2 separate regions of the Mus musculus genome follow, and region 1 is linked to region 2. The links are chromatin contacts, called in public Hi-C maps. All regions are on one chromosome and are shown on one strand. The core of a region is the stretch at or near the end of the contact, and the rest is flanking DNA. Distances in the headings are between cores, read along the strand shown.

Evidence for each region. Hi-C and Micro-C count contacts between places; a contact is called where the count stands out from the background.
Region 1: a Hi-C map of adipose-derived mesenchymal stem cells shows a contact between it and region 2, with 4 times the contacts expected there. The contact joins two enhancer-like sites. A contact is called at or near these places in 3 of 39 promoter capture datasets (embryonic stem cells and second pharyngeal arch cranial neural crest), 1 of 15 datasets of contacts at CTCF or cohesin (embryonic stem cells), 7 of 484 Hi-C or Micro-C datasets (adipose-derived mesenchymal stem cells, cerebral cortex, embryonic fibroblasts and 3 more) and 1 of 9 other capture datasets (adipose tissue).

The regions. Positions count from the first base shown.
Region 1 is chr17:42,601,416-42,605,300 of GRCm38.p6, forward strand. The region is part of intron 2 of Opn5 (opsin 5); the gene reads right to left. Among named protein-coding and RNA genes, the nearest start is that of Opn5, 8.0 kb to the right of the region's middle. Within about 2 kb of position 2,201, at least 25 of the 459 cell types and tissues checked have an H3K27ac peak or open chromatin away from gene starts, as enhancers often do. A contact at or near this core is called in adipose-derived mesenchymal stem cells, where this site is marked.
Region 2 is chr17:42,386,339-42,390,245 of GRCm38.p6, forward strand. The region is part of intron 2 of Ptchd4 (patched domain containing 4); the gene reads left to right. Among named protein-coding and RNA genes, the nearest start is that of Ptchd4, 72 kb to the left of the region's middle. Within about 2 kb of position 1,708, at least 9 of the 459 cell types and tissues checked have an H3K27ac peak or open chromatin away from gene starts, as enhancers often do. A contact at or near this core is called in adipose-derived mesenchymal stem cells, where this site is marked.

The sequences.
Region 1 (3,885 bases), core at 951-3,450, 220 kb after region 2:
TGTGTGTGTGTGTGTGTGTGTGTGTGTGTGTGTGTGTGTGTGTGTGTGTGAGAGAGAGAGAGAGGGGGGGGAGAGAGAGAGTGCACTCATGCACATGTATGTTGGTTTGTTTGAAACAGGGCCTCACGTAGCCCAAACTGGCCTCAAATGTATTCTGTAGCTGAAGAGGGTAACCCTAGGCTACTGCACATCTTGCCTTCACCTCCCAAATGTTGTGATTTTGAGCTCTGGTACTATGTCCAGCCTGGAGTAGAGCCTTTGACAAGGTCATCTACCACAAATATCAATATCTGTGTCTGTCTCTGTCCCTCAGTCTGCCTCCCTCTCCCCCTCCTCTCTTTCACGTAGTAGAATGCTCCTCAGCCTGATAGAGCCACTGCAGTGCAGCTTCGCTGTGTTTTGCTTTGCTTTAGCTATCAGTGTCCAGGACTTCAAACCCCTGGACCTGCTAACACAATTCTCTAACTCTCTATCTTACTCTATCTACTACATGGTCCTGAATAAGAGCCTCTCTCTGTGTTAAGACAACCTACATTAGCTGCATATCTGTGGCATGCCTGATTCTAAAATGTGCTTCTTCCATGTTTAGAATAGAATGCAGCTGGGTCACAAACTTTTGACTGAAAATCTATCCTGTCTACAAGAAATCCAGGGATGGGAGATGGAGCAGAGACTGAGGGAATGGCCAACCAATAACCACCGGCCCAACTTGAGACCCATCCCATGAGCAAGCACCAATCGTTGACACTATTAATGATACTCTGTTATGCTTGCAGACAGGAGCCTAGCATGGCTGTCTTCCAAGAGGTTCCACCCAGCAGCTGACTCAGACGGATGCAGACATTCACAGCTAAACAGTGGATGGAGCTTAGAACTCTTCCCCCCCCCCCTTTTTTTTATTAGATATTTTCTTTGTTTACATTTCAAATGTTATCCCCTTTCCTAGTTTCCCCTTGGAAAATCCCCTATCCTCTCCCCCCTCCCCCTGCTCCCCAACCTACCCACTCATGCTTCCTGGCCCTGGCATTCCCCTATACTGGGGCATAGAACCTTCACAGAACCAAGGGCCTGTCCTCCCATTGATGACCAACTAGGCCATCCTGTGCTACATATGCAGCTAGAGCTAGTCCTTCCATGTGTTTTCTTTGATTGATGGTTTAGTCCCAGGGAGCTCTGGGGGTACTGGTTAGTTCATATTGTTGTTCCTCCTAGGGGACTGCAAACCCTTTCAGCTTCTTGGGTACTTTGTCTAGCTCCTTCATTGGGGACCCTGTGGAGCTTAGAACTCTTATGAAAGAATAGAAAGAAGGATTGAAGACCCAGAAGGGGATGAGAACTCCACAGGAAGACCAACAGAGTCAACTAACCTTAACCCTTTGGGCTCTCAGAGACTGAAACCACCAATCAAAGTGCATACAGGGGCTGGACCTAGGCTTCCCCACACATATGTAACAGATGTACAGCTTGGTTTTCATGGTGGATCCTGAACAACTGGAACGGGGCCTGTCACAAAAGCTGTTGCCTAGATGTAGGATATGTTGTTCTAGCTGTGATGCCTTGTCTGTCCTCAGTGGGAGAGGATGTACCTAGCCTGGAAGACTTGATACCAGGGTAGGAGGATACCCAGGGGCCCCCACCCACACAGAGGAGAAGGGGGAAAGGAATGGGGGAAGGCTTGTGGGAGGGGGTGACTGGGAGGGAGTCAGTGAGAGATTGAGAAGTGAATAAGTAAAAAATAAACGATAAAAATAAAATAAAATAATAAAAAATAAAGAATGCATCTGAGTAAGGGAAGAAGACAAAATTTTTAGGGATGTATTGGAAGAAAGTGTGTTATAGACAGTAAACGTGACCCAGATTTACCAATGAAAGCCCAGGTGGAAGAAAACACCTTCTGGTGAATTCCTCTAAGCGCACTGGCTGGGGAAGGAAGAGTGTGATTTCTGAGATCTCTTGAGCAGACTGGTAAGGCTGAAAGCAGTTTCAATGTCTCAGGCCAATTAAGAGTATTTTTTTAAATTCCGTCTTGTCTGTGTCCGCCTTAAGCAAAAGTCAGCTATTACTCACTGGTGAAGGATGTAGCTGAAATGGCAGGGTTCATAGGGACAGGCATTTTACATGCAGAACCAGGAAGGGAGCCTTAGGCTAGCAGATGGAGAAAAACCGAACCATGCCCGCTGCTCTCCCGCCATCTCGTGGCAAGAGTAGAAATGGCAGGCACTTTGCAGCCTTGCACAAACCGCGTGGGGTTCACACAGGCTTGCAGAGCCTCTTTCCGCTTCTAACATACAAACACATTTAAGCGTTTATGATACTGGAGTCTATCTGTACCCAGTACCGCCTTCTCAAGCAACCTGAAGCAAGCAAACTCTCAAGAAGAGGGCAACATATCTGCTATTTAATATTGCATCGACTCAATAGGTCGAGAATTATTATTAAACTTGGTTTTTGTAAACTAGCAGCAGTAGAAAATTCGATTTAGGAAAAGGCACACTATTTTAAAAGGGAAAGCGAGAAGCTGCTTTTAAAAAAAAGTCTCCAATGCAAAAGCAAACACTTTAACGGCTCGTCCTTCCTCCCTAACAGCCTGAGACTACAGACAGCTAGATAACAGATTTTGAATCCAAATAAAGGTTAGGGTATAGTCAGTCAATCATGGAGCAAGATGACACACACCCAAAATTACTCTTTCTTAAATAAAGTACAGTTAAAGAAAGAATATTATAGCTCCTTTGCTCGGTTATCTGAAATGTCTAAGAAACAAGAGAAAATCCAGAAGTTTTCAATTTGACCCACAGAGTAGCTTATCTGGAAATGCATGAATGCACACTGGTGTGTGTGTGTGTGTGTGTGTGTGTGTGTGTGTGTGTGTGTGTGTGTGTCTGTGTCTGTGTGTCTGTCTGTATCTCTTGAGTGTCTGTGTGAGTGAGTGTGTGTGTGTGTGTGTGTGTGTGTGTGGTGTGTGTGGTGTGTGTGTGTGGTGTGTGCATGTCTGGATGTGTATGCATGTGTGTGTGTGTGTGTGTATCTGTGTGTCTGCCTGTAGCTCTGTGTGTTTCTTTGAGTGAGGTATGTCTGTCTGTCTGTATCTATTGAGTGTGTCTCTGGGTGGGGTGTGTGTGTGTGTGTGTGTGTATCTCCATGTGTCTGTCTGTCTGTCTGTATCTCTGTATTTCTGTGTGTGTCTGTGGGCGAGGTATGTCTGTCTGTCTGTATCTCTTGAGTGTGTGTGTGTGTGTGTGTGTGTGTGTATCTGTGTGTCTGTCTGTAGCTCTGTGTGTTTCTGTGAATGAGGTATGTCTGTCTGTCTGTATCTATTGAGTGTCTCTGTGTGTAGGGTGTGTGTGTGTGTGCACGCACATGTGTTATTTCTGCCTATCTGCATCTCTGTGTATTTCTCTGTATGTGGTATGTCTGTCCGTCTGCATCTCTGTGTGTTTCTGTGGATGTGGAATGTCTGAATTTATGAGTGTCTGTGTGTGTGGTGTGGTGCATGTGCACGTGTGTGCATATGCAAATGTGTAGACTGAATATTAATGTTAGGTGTCTTTCTCAATCGCTTGCCACCTTATTGGGGGCACTAGGGTCTTTCAGTGACGCTGTTGTACTCCACGCCTCACAGTGTTCCTGTCTCCACTTCCCAAGGCTGGGATTACAAGGATGTATTGTCACAGCCATGGATGCTACCTATCCAAATCAGGTCTTCATGCTCACAGCAAGGACTTTATCCACTGAACTTCTCGGGCACGTGAATTAAACTCCCTGATATCAGTACTTTTAAGTGCCTCCTATAATGTCTTTGTGCAGCCAACTTTAAGGACCGTGGTAGAAGCTTGTAGTGAGTTCTTACACTACAATAAAAATCACCGTTGCCCCAGCAACTCT
Region 2 (3,907 bases), core at 458-2,957:
TCTTTTAATTCTCTAGTCTTTGTTTACTCATGCTAGCCATTCCATGGCCTCATGTACTCTCCTTCTAATACTATTTGTTTCTAGGTCATACACAAGCCTTCCTCCTATAGACAAGCCTATCTATCATTTGCTTGTTTTCCATAGTTCCCTCCTTCTTTTCCCATCTGTGCCTTTTTCTCCTTGAGTCCACTTCAACTTTCTATCCCTGATGTCTCCAAGTTTACCCTGGATAATTAATGCAGCAGTCATTGGACTGGAGGGTATATGTATTGCCTCAAAATTCCAAGTCTGGCAATGAACTGTTTCTACAAAGGACCATGTAGGCTTTTATGGTCTCTGTGATTATGTTGTCTAGAACCTTTCCCATGGCTCTAAAGGCCAAGCAGAAGGCCTGTTCCTCATTCTCCACAGCCTCATGACCATGATCATTCCTGATTCCTGAGAAGTGCATCTGTTCATTTATCATGGACTGAATAGGTCTCAGTAATGGGGGAAGTATATTCCCCAGAGAGATTGAATGAAAAACACATAGCTCACCTAAAAGGCAACAGCAACCATCAGCACATGTGGGTATCAATGCCCTGGTGATGTTCCAGAGGCAGGAACTGTGTCACACCTCCCCTTATGCAGCCTTGCTGGACTGGCATTGACTTATCAGTGTTTTTTTCTAATTCTTAGCTCTCTCAGAATAACATTTGTAAAGTTTTATTTGTTTCTTGAATTAGATACCTTAATATGTCCTATATGCTAATATTTAATATTAATTTTCTTACATTGTTCTCTCTTCTTTTCTAGCTTTTCCATGGCCCCATGAGTCCATTTTAATGAGTAAATATATTATCATAATTTCCTTTTTATTTGCTATTATGAAATACATTGACAAAAGCCAACTTACTGGAGAAAGGGTTTATTTTTAGTTATTTTAGTTCACAATTCCAGGTTATATTCCATTACTGAGAGAAAGTCACAGCAGTAGAAATGTGAGACTGCTAGTCCTATCATATCCACATTGAATAATAGAAAAAGATGAATGCAAACATGCTCGTTTGCTTGCTTATGTTCAGCTCAATTTCTGATACACCCTACCACCTAGGGATTGGTGCCACCCACAGTGAACTGGGTCTTTCCACATTAATGAGCAATTTTTGACAGCCATGCCTTCATTCCAGCCCAATGTAGATAATCCCTCATTGAGACTCTCTTCCCAGCTGATTCTAGGTTGTATCAGGTTGACAGTTAAAGCTACCAATCACATTCACTTACTTATTTTGTTAGACCCTTTGAAGGAAGAAATAGAAGATCTTAGCATAACAAATCATTGGAAGTTACATCAAATATTGTAGGTAGCATTGAATAGCATGTACTCTTAATGTATAATACTATCCAAAATTAATTACACTTACAGGCTGACTCCTGATTCCTTAAGGTTTTATAAACTCTATAGCAGTGGTTCTCAATTTTTCTAAGCCTATGACCCTCTAATACAGTTCCTCATTTTGTGGTGATCTCTAACTATAAAATTACTTAGTCAGTACTTTATAACTGTTATGAATCATAATGTGAATATCTGATATGCAATTTATCTGCTGTATGAGCCCTGTGAAAGGATCATTTGACTCCCAAAGGGATCGTGACCCACAGGTTGAGAGCTGCTGCTCTGGATTCATCCTCAATTTTTGCATATGTTTTTTATTAAAGTAGTTGGTCATGCACTGAATGGAATTTAAGAATGAAGCATACTGCTAAGTAACCCAGTTGTACTCAGACTAAGAACTATGTAGACCAGTTCTGAAGAAGTTCATTTGAGGCCAGTTGATATGTTAGGTTAGACTCTATAAATGGAAATAAGTGTAAATATTCCTCTCACTGCCCAATTTGTGGTGCTTCTATTTTTAGTTCTTGGATTAGACAGCAAATCAAGATTGGTGAGTAAGAGATACAGAAATGAGTAGAAAAGCAATTCATCCACATTGTAGGATGACGGATGTGCCAGAGAGCTTCAAATCTCCCTTTTTGGACATCAGAGCAGTCCTCAAATGCACGTCCATCAAACACAGCCCCAGCCATCCTCATTAATTATAGTTGACTCGGATGTCAAATCAGAATGTTCCAAGAAAAATATTTCTGACATGGGGCAGCTGTAATTGCCAAGTAGAACGTGCAAGAGTGCTCGCTGTCATTCACACTCTGGAAACGGCAAACTGAGAATACAGTAAAGCTTACGTCATTGATTTTCCAATGAAAAAAATAAAGCCCTTAGCAGGTAAAATTCACTTTAAAAGCTAAGTTTTATTATCTATATAAAATTAAGTCTTAAGCCAGAGTTTCCACCTCCTTTCATCTAATACAAGAAAAATTTGACATAGAAAAATAGAAGTACACTATATGTTTACTTGGGAGCCCTAAAGGCTTACTTCCTAAGAACTGAGGTGCCTTTGGGCAGTGATTCCATCTGGTTTTCTGAAACATTTTGACTTGTACACGTGTTAAATATATGTATATCAGATTTGTTGGTTACTTGGTACCTTTACTTTTTTATATTTCTCTCTCTCTCTCTCTCTCTCTCTCTCTCTCTCTCTCTCTCTCTCTCTCTCTCTCGTGTGTTTGTGTGTATGTGTGTGTCTATCTGTCTTTCAGCCTGTCTGTCTCTATCTGTATATGTGTCTCTGTATGTGCATGTCTGTGTCTGTGTGTGTCTGTGTATAAACATTCTTTATGTGAATGTGGCACATCTAGACCAATGTGTTCCTGGGTGATCTTTGTCTTCCACTTTGTTTGAAACAGGTTCTTTGTCCTTTGGGTTTTGTTGTTGTTGTTGCTTACTCTGCATACCAAGCTCACTGGCCTGCTAGCTTCCAGGGGATCTATTTCTCCTTCCTCACATTATTTCTTAGGAACAAAAGAACTATAGACTATCAACCTGCTATTTTAAGTGGGTCCCAGAGGTTCAAACCCAGAACTTTCTGCTTATACAAGAAGTGTTTTTTTACCATTACTGAGCCATCTCTCTAGCCCTTTCCATTTAAAAAAGTTTTCATTATATAGTTAGTATACAGGATACGGTGTCACATAAGGCCCTTTTAATACATGTACATATTGTACATTGGTTGTATTCCCTTCCATGCCCTCCACTCTTCCCCCATCCCCCACCCCCACCCCCATCCCCCATCCCCCATCCCTCATTCTATTCTTTATTCCTAGATTCTTTTGGTTTTCCTGAGGATTTTTCATCTAGATCAAGACAAAACTCTAAAATTTAAATCTTGGCTGTCAACCTGGCTGACTAGATAACACCCTTAGAGGCAAAATCTGAGTACATCCCTCAGTTTAGATTTTCTACAAAGAATATGTTATTTCTTTTTGCTGTGACTGACCTGGTCTAACTAGGAATAAGAATAGGCACAGGTGAGTGATTTATCCAGGAACTCATCCCATTTGAAGTCAAAATTCTAAACAATATCATAGTTAACATCATAAATCAGCATAAAATTAAAATCTGTGTCATATTAGATCGATATCCAAAGACATCCTTTGAGATGTCAGAATGAAAAACAGAGGCAAGACTAGGCATATTAGTGAGTAGCAAAGATGAATGAAGGAGATGGAGGTATTTTTACCAGAAAGAAAAGAGTAATATTAGAGTAAGCTATTTTTAGTAACAAAAAGGTGGGGTTTTGGAGAAACAAGACGAATGACTCAGTTCGTGGGGTAAAAGTAAAAAAGAACGCAAAACAGGAGCCAGGGAGCACGGAAGGGCTCCACCCCTGTTTGATTTGGAGACTGCGATGATGAGTGTAGTCAGGACTCATTATGACAGACAGTTGGACAGAATTGGTGGATGCATCCTCTAAACTTCTACATCTCCCCTCGGTTCCTCTCTGGGCTCAGAGGACATTCTGCGTTTGTG